Linked DNA regions of Mus musculus: all the other regions are linked to region 2. The links are chromatin contacts, called in public Hi-C and promoter capture Hi-C maps. All regions are on one chromosome and are shown on one strand. Each heading gives the region's core, a stretch centred on a gene start, on an enhancer-like site or on the middle of the called end of the contact. The rest is flanking DNA. Distances are from core to core; before and after follow the strand shown. Region 1 holds the start of Arl4d (ADP-ribosylation factor-like 4D). Region 2 holds the start of Mtmr4 (myotubularin related protein 4). Region 3 holds the start of Dhx8 (DEAH (Asp-Glu-Ala-His) box polypeptide 8).

Region 1 (3,383 bases), core at 591-3,090, about 14 Mb before region 2:
ACCTATGCTCCTTCAGTCCTTTGCGGTGGACAGATCCAGCACCCAGGCTGGCTGAGAGGTCACGGGCCCTGCCTGACTATAATGTGTACTGACCCCCTAGCAGGTAGGGTAGGGGCAGCTTCGGGTCACCGTCTCTTCTTGCTCGACCGAGGTGCCTTCTTCCTCTTCAGGATCATTTCATACAAATGTTCCAGGCCTGGCTGCAGGCCCAGCCCGTCCACAGCACTGCAGCCCTGCACATGGGTGAGCGTGGCAGCTGCCAGCTCTCGGACCGCCAGCCTCTTCTCCACCTCGGCTGCACTCAGTGCCCCCGGTTGGTCCTGCTTGTTGGCCAGCACCAGCACTGGCACCCCCTGGTTGTCGGAAGCCTTGCTGATCCGGTGTAACTCCATTCTGGCTTCCTCTAACCTCTCAGTCTCTGCAGAGTCCACCACAAACACCAGTCCATCTGTCCGGCGGGTGTAGGAGCGCCACAGTGGCCGAAGCTTCTCCTGACCCCCAACATCCCACACTTGGAAAGTGATCCCACGGGAACCCCCCAGGGGCACGCGGATCTTCTCAGTATTAAAGCCCTTGGTGGGGACGCTCTGGACAAACTCCTTGAACTTGAGACGGTAAAGAAGGGAAGTCTTCCCCGCGGAATCCAACCCAATGACGACGACATGCAGGGCCTGGAAGTGCGGCAGAAAGGACGAGGCTGTAGGGGCCATTTCAGTCAAGTGGTTCCCCATGGTGAGCTAGGGTGCAGGGTGGACCTCAGGAGTAGGTCTGGGACTCCAGCAGAGGCCAAGAAGAGGAGACCTTAAAACGGCAGGTAGCACAAGCTGGGGTGTCTAAACAAGGCCAAAAAAGAAACGAGAAAGGTTTAGAATAAACGAATTTGCAACTTTTGGGTCCTTCCCCTAAACCTGCACCCTACCCTTCTAAATATTCCTTTTATTAAAACAAGGTTTGCCCCAGCAGTGGTGGAGCACACCTTTAATCCCAGCACTTGGGAGGCAGAGGCAGGTGGATTTCTGAGTTCGAGGCCAGCCTGGTCTACAGAGTGAGTTCCAGGACAGCCAGGGCTACACAGAGAAACCCTGTCTAGAAAAACAAAAAAGAAAAAAAAAAAGATTTTTAAGTGCCTCTTTTTCCAAAGTAAAGAAAAAATATTTTGTGCGTGTGTGTAAGCCACTCACAGCTTGAGTGTTAAAGTCAGGACAACTTACAAGAGTATGTGGGTCTCAGGAACCAATTAGGGTCCTCATGTTTTAGGGTAGGCGCTTTTAAACCATCTCCAATGCCTTTCTCCTTCCCCTCTTCTTAAAAATAAAAAATAAAAAAAGTAGCTACAGGTGTAACAAGGCGTGCTCCTGTCCCAGGGACTCCTAGGAGAGGCCCTGAGGTCAGAGAAACTCTCGGGCACTAGGATCTTCGAGGGTGCGGATCTTGCAGGCAAGATCCGAAGTAAGGTCGTTTCCCTGCACCCCTCTCCGAGATTGAGAGAAAGCAGAAGCTGTGCTCTCCACTCCCCAGAGGAGAAATCTCGCATGAAGGAGGCGGTCGGGCAGTGTGCCCAAAGTAAGAGCACCGATGTGGGTCGGGCTCCCACAAGCACCGCATACCCACAACGGTGGCACGCCCCTGCGGGCGCTTTGACCACCACCACACGGCCCTGCAACTCTCCAGCCAGCGGTCGACGCCCGCTCCCCTAAGCCCCGCAAGCCGGCGCCTTTGCATGGTCCAGACACCCTCCTTTACCTTCAGCCAGCCGCACTCTCCGCGAGCCACGCCAACCAGACACCGACTCGTCGCGTCTCAGCCACAGCGGACTTTGCAGTGCCGCTGCTCCGGTTCCTCGTTAAAAACCCTCTCGTGACGTCACACGACGCGGCCCAATCAGCGTCCCGGAGGCGGGGACTGAGCCAGCCTCTGCAGCCCCAGCCTGGAAATGGAGAGCTCGTTCTATCCGGAACCGCTTTATTTTAATCTTTTCTACCTTATTCAGTATTTGGAACAGAGCCTGGAACTCATTAGGGCTGGGAGGTGGGACAGACTAAAGGAACAGGCGTGGCTGCGCCTGACGAGAGCATGGAACGGAATGTCTAATAATGACACTACCCCATCCACTTGCCCTCAATCCGGCTGCCCCCCCCCCATACTTTCCTTCCACCTAAAGATCTGCTCGAAGAGATTCTGACATGTTTTCGTATCTTACCTCATTCAGTAGTACTCATTCAAGTCACTGTCTTCATCTAGTTTGCAAAGCAGTATTTACCTGGAGCTCTGATACAGCTGATTCATAATACTAAGCCCATTTAATGTATATAGGAGTACGGGGACGCTGACACACCAGAAGAGGGCATCGGATCCCCTTACAGATGGTTGTGAGCCACCATGTGGTTGCTGGGAAATGGATTCAGGACCTCTGCAAGGGCAGCAGTGCTCAGTGTCAGTTAAGCCAGTGGGTCAGTATATGCCCATGTGTTCAGTAGGAAATGTCAGATCTCCTGGAACCAGAATTAGAGACAGTGGTGACTGCCTCATATGGGTGCTGGGAACCGAACCTGGGTCCGCTGGAAGAGTAATAAGTGCTCTTAACCACTGAGCCATTGCTTCAAGGGATAAGGGGGTGGGGGGAGTATTTTTTGAGACAGGGTCTTTCTATATAACCCTAGCTATCCTGGAACTCACTATGTAGACTAGGGTGGCCTCATACACAAAATAATCCACCTGCCTCTGCCTTTAAGATTAAAGGCATGAAACCAGGCAGTGGTAGTGCATGCCTTTAATCTTGGGAGGCAGTGGCAGGCAGATTTCTGTGTTCGAGGCCATCCTGATCTACAGAGTGAGTTCCAGTACAGCCAGGGCCACACAGAGAAACCATCTCGGGAAAAAAAAAGGAAAAAAAAGGATTAAAGGCATGAGCCATCATATCCAGCTATATTTGGTTTTTTTGTGTGTGTGTTTTGAGATAGGAATCTCATTATGTAGCTCAGGCTATCCTGGACATCCTAACAATCTTTGGGCCTCAGCTTCCTGCATATAGAGCATGGAGGACCCCATTACCTCACAGTAGCATGTTAGGGACTGTTGTCTGTTTCTTACAGGTACAGAAAGCTGCAGATGGATAAAAGACTTAGTTATGATCACATTTAGGTCATATGTGGCTGAGCAAGATCTGTCTGAATTCAGTGCCAGGATGCTCACTGCTTGGCAATAGTCTTCTCATGGGGAGACTCTGGGGCGAGGCAGTCTTACGTTAGACAGCCAGCATTACACAGTGAGATGCTGTCTAAAAAGCACGATAAAAGAGACTTTAAAAGACAAAGTTCAACTGGGCATAACCACAGAGTGTTATCCCAGGTACTCTGGAGGCTGAGGCAGGAGACAAGACATGG
Region 2 (3,574 bases), core at 1,015-3,514:
TCACCACTGGCTGAATTCATTAACCTGTGACCCCTGGAAGGAACTGAAGAGATACAAAGGCTAGGTCCTGCCTGGAAAGGGCTTCAGTCTCCTTCATCATAACGGCTGAGCCCTAGCTCTCCCACCAGGACGGAGAGGACCCACCGTCAGAAGGCTGGCCAGGTAGATACTCAGTCAGCTGTCACCTGCAGTGGCTTAATAGACTGCAACACCTGGGAGCTGGAAAAGGCCTACAATTTGGGTGGAATCACTCCTGGGACAGCACCAACAATATATTCATGAGACTCACTGGGAGTTCAGGGATCTTATTTAAACACAAAACCAAAAAACCATGGAGTCTTTTCTGGAACTCACTACATAAGACTTGGCTGACGTCACTGAGAATCACCTTTCTCTGTCCCCAACTGATGTGATTAGAAGCCTGTGCCACCACGCCCTGAAGTTCAGGAATCTCAGATAAGAAAGACTTGTTTTCTTAAACCAGAATATGCATAGTTTTAACCGGGGATCCAAGTAAGAGGCGATATAGCGGTTTGTTAGAAGGGACGGCCTAACACCGAGAAAAACTACAAGCTGCTGAGCCCAGTGCTATATAGTGCCCGATATATATTTTTTTCAATCCTAAGAAACCATAAGCTAGATACATAGCTCAGTGTTAGAGTACTTGCCTATCATGTACAAGGCCCCACACTGCATTCACCTGCAATCTTAACACTTAGGAGATGGAGGGAGAAAGAGGGATTGCCCACAAGTTCAAGGCTGGCATGGGCTACATGTCTAGTACCAGGCTAACCAAAACTCTACAGCAAGAACCTGTCTCAAAACAACACTGCCCATCCAAAAAAAAAAAAAAAAAAAAGCATCAGGGCAAATGAGCCTGTTTAGGAAGTGAACAGAGTAACCAGGGGCACTAGGGCCAAGAGAGGTGGGGCAGCTTCCCTGAGTCAGACTGGAGGATGAGACACACAGTGGTATGAGGGAAAAGGAGCTACTCACCATTCTACCTTGGCGAGGGTCCTGGCTGCCTGCTCCTGCTCGTCACTAAAGGAGACAGAACACAAGAGGAAAGTGCACGGTCATTAACATCACCATAGAATCAACGATTGTCACACGGGTCTACCCCTGAACTTCTCTGCAACTCATTTTCCTCCACCACAGAGGATCCGGCGTCTCAAAAAGTCACCACACCAGTCAGGCAATGGAAGAAGCAACAAGTGACCCTGCCCGGTGAGAATTCCACCACAAAAGTTCCTGAGCAAGGCTAAGTATCATCCTAGCTTACTCAGCAGAACTCAAACGTTCTGATCCCCACACCCAGCAGTAGAGCACTCCAAACCCTGCTCTCTACAAAAGAGAAGAAATTCCAACTCTGAAGAGACAAAGACTGCCCAACTGGGACTCACTTTTGGCCCTGGTAGGGGCATGAATCCACAGGGCAGTTCGGCCAGTCTCTGAGTCTAGGAGTAGCACCCACCTGACCTGTTACTGGGGGCAGAGTCCAGAGCAGAGGACAAGAGGGAGAGGACCACAACCTGTGATAAAAGAGCAGCAGGGTTGGCCCGGTCCTGCTGAGCATACTTGAGACCAAGTAGGTGAAGGTTTGAGGGAGGAGGCCACACAACAGGAGCAGAATTAGGCCAGTCCGGCCTGGGAGACAACATCTGTCAAATGGGTCGAATTAACAAGGATTTCAAGTTAAGGCCTCCTGGGCCCACTTAGGGAGCCAGGTCTGAATTTCACCGACACTCCTTCATGTTTGGTATGCTCGAGGGGTGTGCAGCAGAGCCCCATAGGAGGCTACGGCGATTAAAGCCTCCATTGTGATCCTACCAACCTTCCCTCCCTCACGGGGGAGCCCGCAAGCGGCCAGCCGGAGGTGCTGCCTCACGGCTCCCTGGCTCGCGGCCTGAGAAACAGAGAGAGGAAGGGAGCGACAAGGACCAGGCCTAGGAGGCCCAGGGTTCTCACAGTTAGGGACTCTGGTCTTAGGGTGGGGGGTGGGGGAGGATGGGCTAAGCAGCCAGGAGATCCAGGTGCCCAGGTTTTAGGGGCGGGGCCAAGGCCTCGGAGGCGGAGCCCCAAATGACAGAGGGCGGGACTCAAGAGAGCCGGCGAGGGCCGGGCAGGACTTGGTCGTTGTGGTTCCCAGGCTGGCAGTGCACGGGGTACAGTGACTCACCCAGGCGGCGTCCGCCCGACCCTCCAAAGCCGCGCTCTCACCACTTCCGTCTCCCGCAGCTGCTGAGGCCGCGCAGCTCGAACCCCACCACGGTCCCTTGTCCCCAACCAATCGTATCTCTAGCCTCTACCCGCCCTGGCCAATAGCCACGCGAAGTCCCGCCCTGCCTCACCACGCAGCCGCCGCCCTCACTCTCCACGCTGCTCACTGGTCCAGTGGGCAGACGCCCTCTCAGCTTGTAACCTATCCGGCACCCGGAGACCAGACAGTACCCGGAGGGAGGAGGCTTGGCGCCAGAGAGCAGACACGACCAATAGGAAATCACAGCGCGTCCCTCTGGCAGCCAATGGGAGAGGAGTAAGAGGGGTCGCAGCCTAGGGCTCCGGGGACAGGAAGTACGGCCGCCCGTCGCCTACTGGTAGCGCAACTGGGGGGCGGGACATTGCAGGGAATGGTAGCAGTCACTTCCGGTGACGACCCCGCCCGAGAGGTAGTTCGCAAATGACCTCGCGGTGGCTCAGCGTTTTAACCCAGTGGTGTTTCTGTTTTGCTCCAGTAATGCGAGAAAGGAAGGGTAGCATGCCGGCTAGGAAAGGGGAAGGTCCCTTCCCAAACTCTCGGTTCCATCACTCTCGTGTTTCGTCGCCCGGTCGATGGAAAAGAAAATCCTGGATTTTTTTTTTTTTTTTTTGTCTGCGAAAGAGAAGAGCTGGGTTCGGGAACTGCTGAAGCCACAGGAATGGAAAACGTGAAAGACCCTCCTAGAAGGCCTGGGAGGAAGGAGCTCTCGGACTGGCAGCGCTGGCGGTTCCCTTTGCGTATCTGGACTGGTTGTTAACGACCGACCAACCTTGCCGTCCTTCGAGACCTGCATTGCCGCCAGTCCAGAGTCTCTCAGCCAAGAGAGAAAAACTGGGTCTGACTGCCATTAGCTAGCTGCGGCTTCTTAGTCTGTAAAAGGGGTAGAGGGACAAGACTGAAGCGCCTGGAGCCAGCACCGGGACGCAGGTCACCAGTAACGCTGGAGGTCTCCGTGATCCGCGCCACTACTAACCAAACTGAAGTGGCAAAGAGTCCTATTCTCGGCGGATAGTCCGAGTCCTGGAGTGGGTCTAGGCCCTGAGATCCTAGGCTAGTGTCCTCACGTCTTGGTTTCTGAAGTACTTACAGTTACTAAGTCATAGGAAAACAGAAATCTCTCCTGAGTTCACTGTTTTAGTTACAGGGTCTAGAACCCGGGTCTAACCTAGCGCATGCGTGATACTGAGCTCCTTGGAGACTATGGCATTTTGTTTTTCCCTATGTCCCAGCACTCTAATTACAGGACCTTCAGAATTTGTTCAGCACTGTACCACAAGCTTCCTGGAATTTGGAGCTTAATTCTGCATATCTATT
Region 3 (3,343 bases), core at 427-2,926, about 14 Mb before region 2:
ATCTGTAATGGGATCTGATGCCCTCTTATGGTGAGTGTCTGAAGACAGCTACAGTGTACTCACATAAATAAGATAAATAAATCTTTAAAAAATGTAAGTGAAGAAAATATCTAATAAAAAATTAAAAACAAACAAACCAACAACAACAACAAAAGAATGTCAGCATCCTCAGACTTACTGCCGGAAGTCCTGCGGCATTCTCCTAGGACAGTGGGGAAGGAATCTGGCTCCCTGGCCAGCAACGCAACTTTACACATTTGATGGCTTATTTACTTGATATGCACAAATCGCTCCTTCCTACTTAAAAATCCTTTAGTGCGATCAAAATTTAAATTCAGTAGCAACACCAAAGAAACAAAAAGGAAACAAAGAATCTTCAGATATACATACTGTGAATTCTGCACCATTTTTGACCAGAGAAGCCTTAAAAGTATCAAAGGTAGTATTTTTCTCAGCAAGACTGATGACAAATTCAGCTGTTAAAAAAAAAAAAAGGAATTATAAATGGACTCAGATAATAATTAAATTATAAAAGAACTCAGGAATCCGCCTGCCTCTGCCTCTCAAGTGCTGGGATTAAAGGCGTGCGCCACCACTGCCCGGCTTTGTCGTCGTTTTTTGTGACGGGTCATACCCTGATACATACCATGCCCAAGCTACCCTCAGATTATCTACGTGTGACTTTGGAATTACTAATCATTCTGCCCTCACATCCCAAGCCTGAGATCCTAGGCGCCTGCCTGGCTGTCATTTACTTTTGAGGACATTCTGAAAAAGCCCAACACCACCCAACCCTGTACCTATCAAACGGAAGTGTTCCCCTCATGCTTCTAATTCACATACTCGGCCTCTCATTTTCACAAGGGCTCCGGCTATGCATATAATTACGATCTGGGCCCCGAGCCTTTCTTATTTTCTCTCTGGGTCCCCTAGTCACAGTTTGCCCTTAAACATCTAATGACTAGTATGTGAGAGATAAGAAGATGTAACTAATTTAAGAGCACGGCTCAAAGCACAAGCTCGAAGTAGATGCTGACTACTGCCTGACTGTGCGAAGACCAAACAAGATAATGTAGATGAAGAGCTACCCATAATATCTTGTGAGCTTCTAAAAATTACTGGCCGTAATTACAACCATCATCTTCGCGGGGGCTGCTGCTGCTGCTATTGTTAAAGCTATTTCGCCCCCCAGAACTGAAAAACAACAATCGAGCAGAAATTGCTGCCCCAGCCTTCACCGGCAGCTCACAGAAATGGTTTCTAATAGCTCGGACCGGATGGTTCTCAAGCAGAGGCCACCGCCACAGGTTCCCGGAGCCCAAGTCACGATGACACACACACAGACACAGACAGACAGACACACACACACACACCATCAACCGCTTCTCTCCTGCCTCCCTCACCCCCAAAATCAAAAGCCATCGGGACCTTCCTCCAGCTCACCCAGATCCTTGTCGTTGATGCCCAAGTGATTGTCCAGCTCCGTGCAAACCTTCGACACCAAAGACAGGTACTCAAGTTTAGCGAGTTCTTCCGCCGGGCCGGGCTCCGAGCCCATTAGGACCCCGGCGGCGGCCACGGCTACAGCCATGGCTACAACTTCCCTTTGGTCTCCTTCCGGCCGGCCAGAACGCGAAGCCACAGCTTCCACTTCCGGGTCGGCGCTCGTCTCTTTTGTTTACAGGGACGTCAAGTAAAGTTAACCGTCTTTGTAAGGATCAGCGAGATCTGGCAGGAAGTTCCCACAGACGGGCCAGACGCACTGAGTTACGCTGTTCGTTCAGTGGCGGCCTCTAGCGGGGGGGAAGACTCCACCCGCCTTTAGGTTTTTTTAAGGATCAATCTCAGCGCGCCTCTGTGATCCGTCAGCAGAGGGCGACCGTGGCCTGCGCGACTGAACAGCGCCTCGGAAAAGCAAGTTGGCTTGTCCTTGATCAGCTCAGTTCCTGACCTCATGGCAAGTGATCTCAAGTGACCTTACACCAGCAGACGCTAGATTCTGGCTGCTTATCTGTAAACTCGGATAATACGGTCTAAATGAAATAGATATGCAAAGTGGCTGAGCCACAGTAGGCACACTGAAAATATTAGTTGCTGTTATAACCCCCCCAAACTGCGAGTGGTCCAGCAAAGCTTATCTCAAGCATTCCTGTTGCCAAAACCCTCAGTCCTCTTAAAATCTGCTTCTCTAAATGTCAGCTGTGTTGTGAACCTGAGGTCATAAATTCAGGTGTCCCAACTTTTACTTTTCCCTTTGGCAGAACCTTGCAATGAAGATGAAGGGTTTCCCATGTCTTAGTATTCTGTGTAAAAAACAAGAAAATACTTCCTCTAAGGTGAGTAGCCCTCCCATCAGTCAAAAGACAGAAAATGAGCCCCCTCTGCTACTGTTGGCTGACTCTGTTGCACTACTGTGTCTTTGAATTATTGGGAACACTTCAGTGATAACGAGTTGCAGGGAAGCTGGGCAGGCTGGTGCTCTCCTTTAATTGAAGCACTCGGAGGGCAGAAACAAGCTGTTCTCTGAGACTGAAGTCAGCCAAAGTTACACAGTGAGAACCTCTCTCAAAATTGCAGGCAAAGGACTATCACAGTAGTTCCGTGTTTCCAGGTTCCCAAGGATTTAGTACATTGCCATCTGAGTTCCTGATGCCCTTCCCTTCCTTATAACTTACTTGTTTTTATTTCCTATACATGGTTTTGCCTGCATTCATGTCTGTGTAAGGATGTCAGATCCCCTGGAACTGGAGTAACAGATAGTTGTGAGCTTCGGTGTGAGTGCTGGAAATTGAACCCAGATCCTCTGGAAGAGTGACCAGTGCTCAGAACCATGAGCCATTTCTCCAGGACTCACTCCTTCCTTCCTTCCTTCCTTCCTTCCTTCCTTCCTTCCTTCCTTCCTTCCTTTCTCCGTGAACAGAATGAGAAAGTCTGCCCTTGATGCTGCTTGCTTATCTGCCAGTATGGAGTTAGGTTTCAGGAGTTAATTCCACTTGACCCTTCTTTCTCTACATCTCCTTGCTACTAAAACTTCATATTTCTATCCAGCTGCACTTTTAACACTTAACAAGAAGAAAGGACAAAGAGATTGGGAGCTGTTTTTTAAAGCTCTATCAGAAAAGACTCTAAATTGGACATGGCTGCACTCGATTTTAATCCCAGTACTTGGGAGCTAGAGGCAGGCAGATCTCTGTGAGTCCTAGGCTAACCTGGTCAACATAGTGAGTTCTGGGACAGCTAAAGCTAAATGAAAAGACTAATATCCCAGGTGTAAATCATGCCTGGTAAATCCCAGCACTTCTCAGGAGACAGAAAGTCAGCCTTAGTAACTACATGGTGAGTT

The links. Promoter capture Hi-C pulls out the DNA fragments that hold promoters and counts their contacts. Hi-C and Micro-C count contacts between places; a contact is called where the count stands out from the background.
Region 1: a contact with region 2 is called in a promoter capture Hi-C map of cranial neural crest. The contact joins the promoter of Arl4d here to the promoter of Mtmr4 in region 2. A contact is called at or near these places in 5 of 39 promoter capture datasets (cranial neural crest, frontonasal cranial neural crest, hematopoietic stem and progenitor cells and 2 more).
Region 3: a Hi-C map of B cells shows a contact between it and region 2, with 6 read pairs. The contact joins the promoter of Dhx8 here to the promoter of Mtmr4 in region 2. A contact is called at or near these places in 4 of 39 promoter capture datasets (cranial neural crest, frontonasal cranial neural crest, hematopoietic stem and progenitor cells and 1 more) and 1 of 484 Hi-C or Micro-C datasets (B cells).

The regions. Positions count from the first base shown.
Region 1 is chr11:101,663,998-101,667,380 of GRCm38.p6, reverse strand. It overlaps Arl4d (ADP-ribosylation factor-like 4D), which reads right to left and starts at 1,840. Exons shown (of 2, transcript NM_025404.3): 1 at 1,744-1,840; 2 at 1-833. The coding sequence starts at 731. The coding sequence ends at 126.
Region 2 is chr11:87,590,856-87,594,429 of GRCm38.p6, reverse strand. Mtmr4 (myotubularin related protein 4) reads right to left here and starts at 2,264. Exons shown (of 19, transcript NM_133215.2): 1 at 2,180-2,264; 2 at 997-1,041. The coding sequence starts at 999.
Region 3 is chr11:101,731,289-101,734,631 of GRCm38.p6, reverse strand. It overlaps Dhx8 (DEAH (Asp-Glu-Ala-His) box polypeptide 8), which reads right to left and starts at 1,676. Exons shown (of 23, transcript NM_144831.2): 1 at 1,444-1,676; 2 at 391-476. The coding sequence starts at 1,591.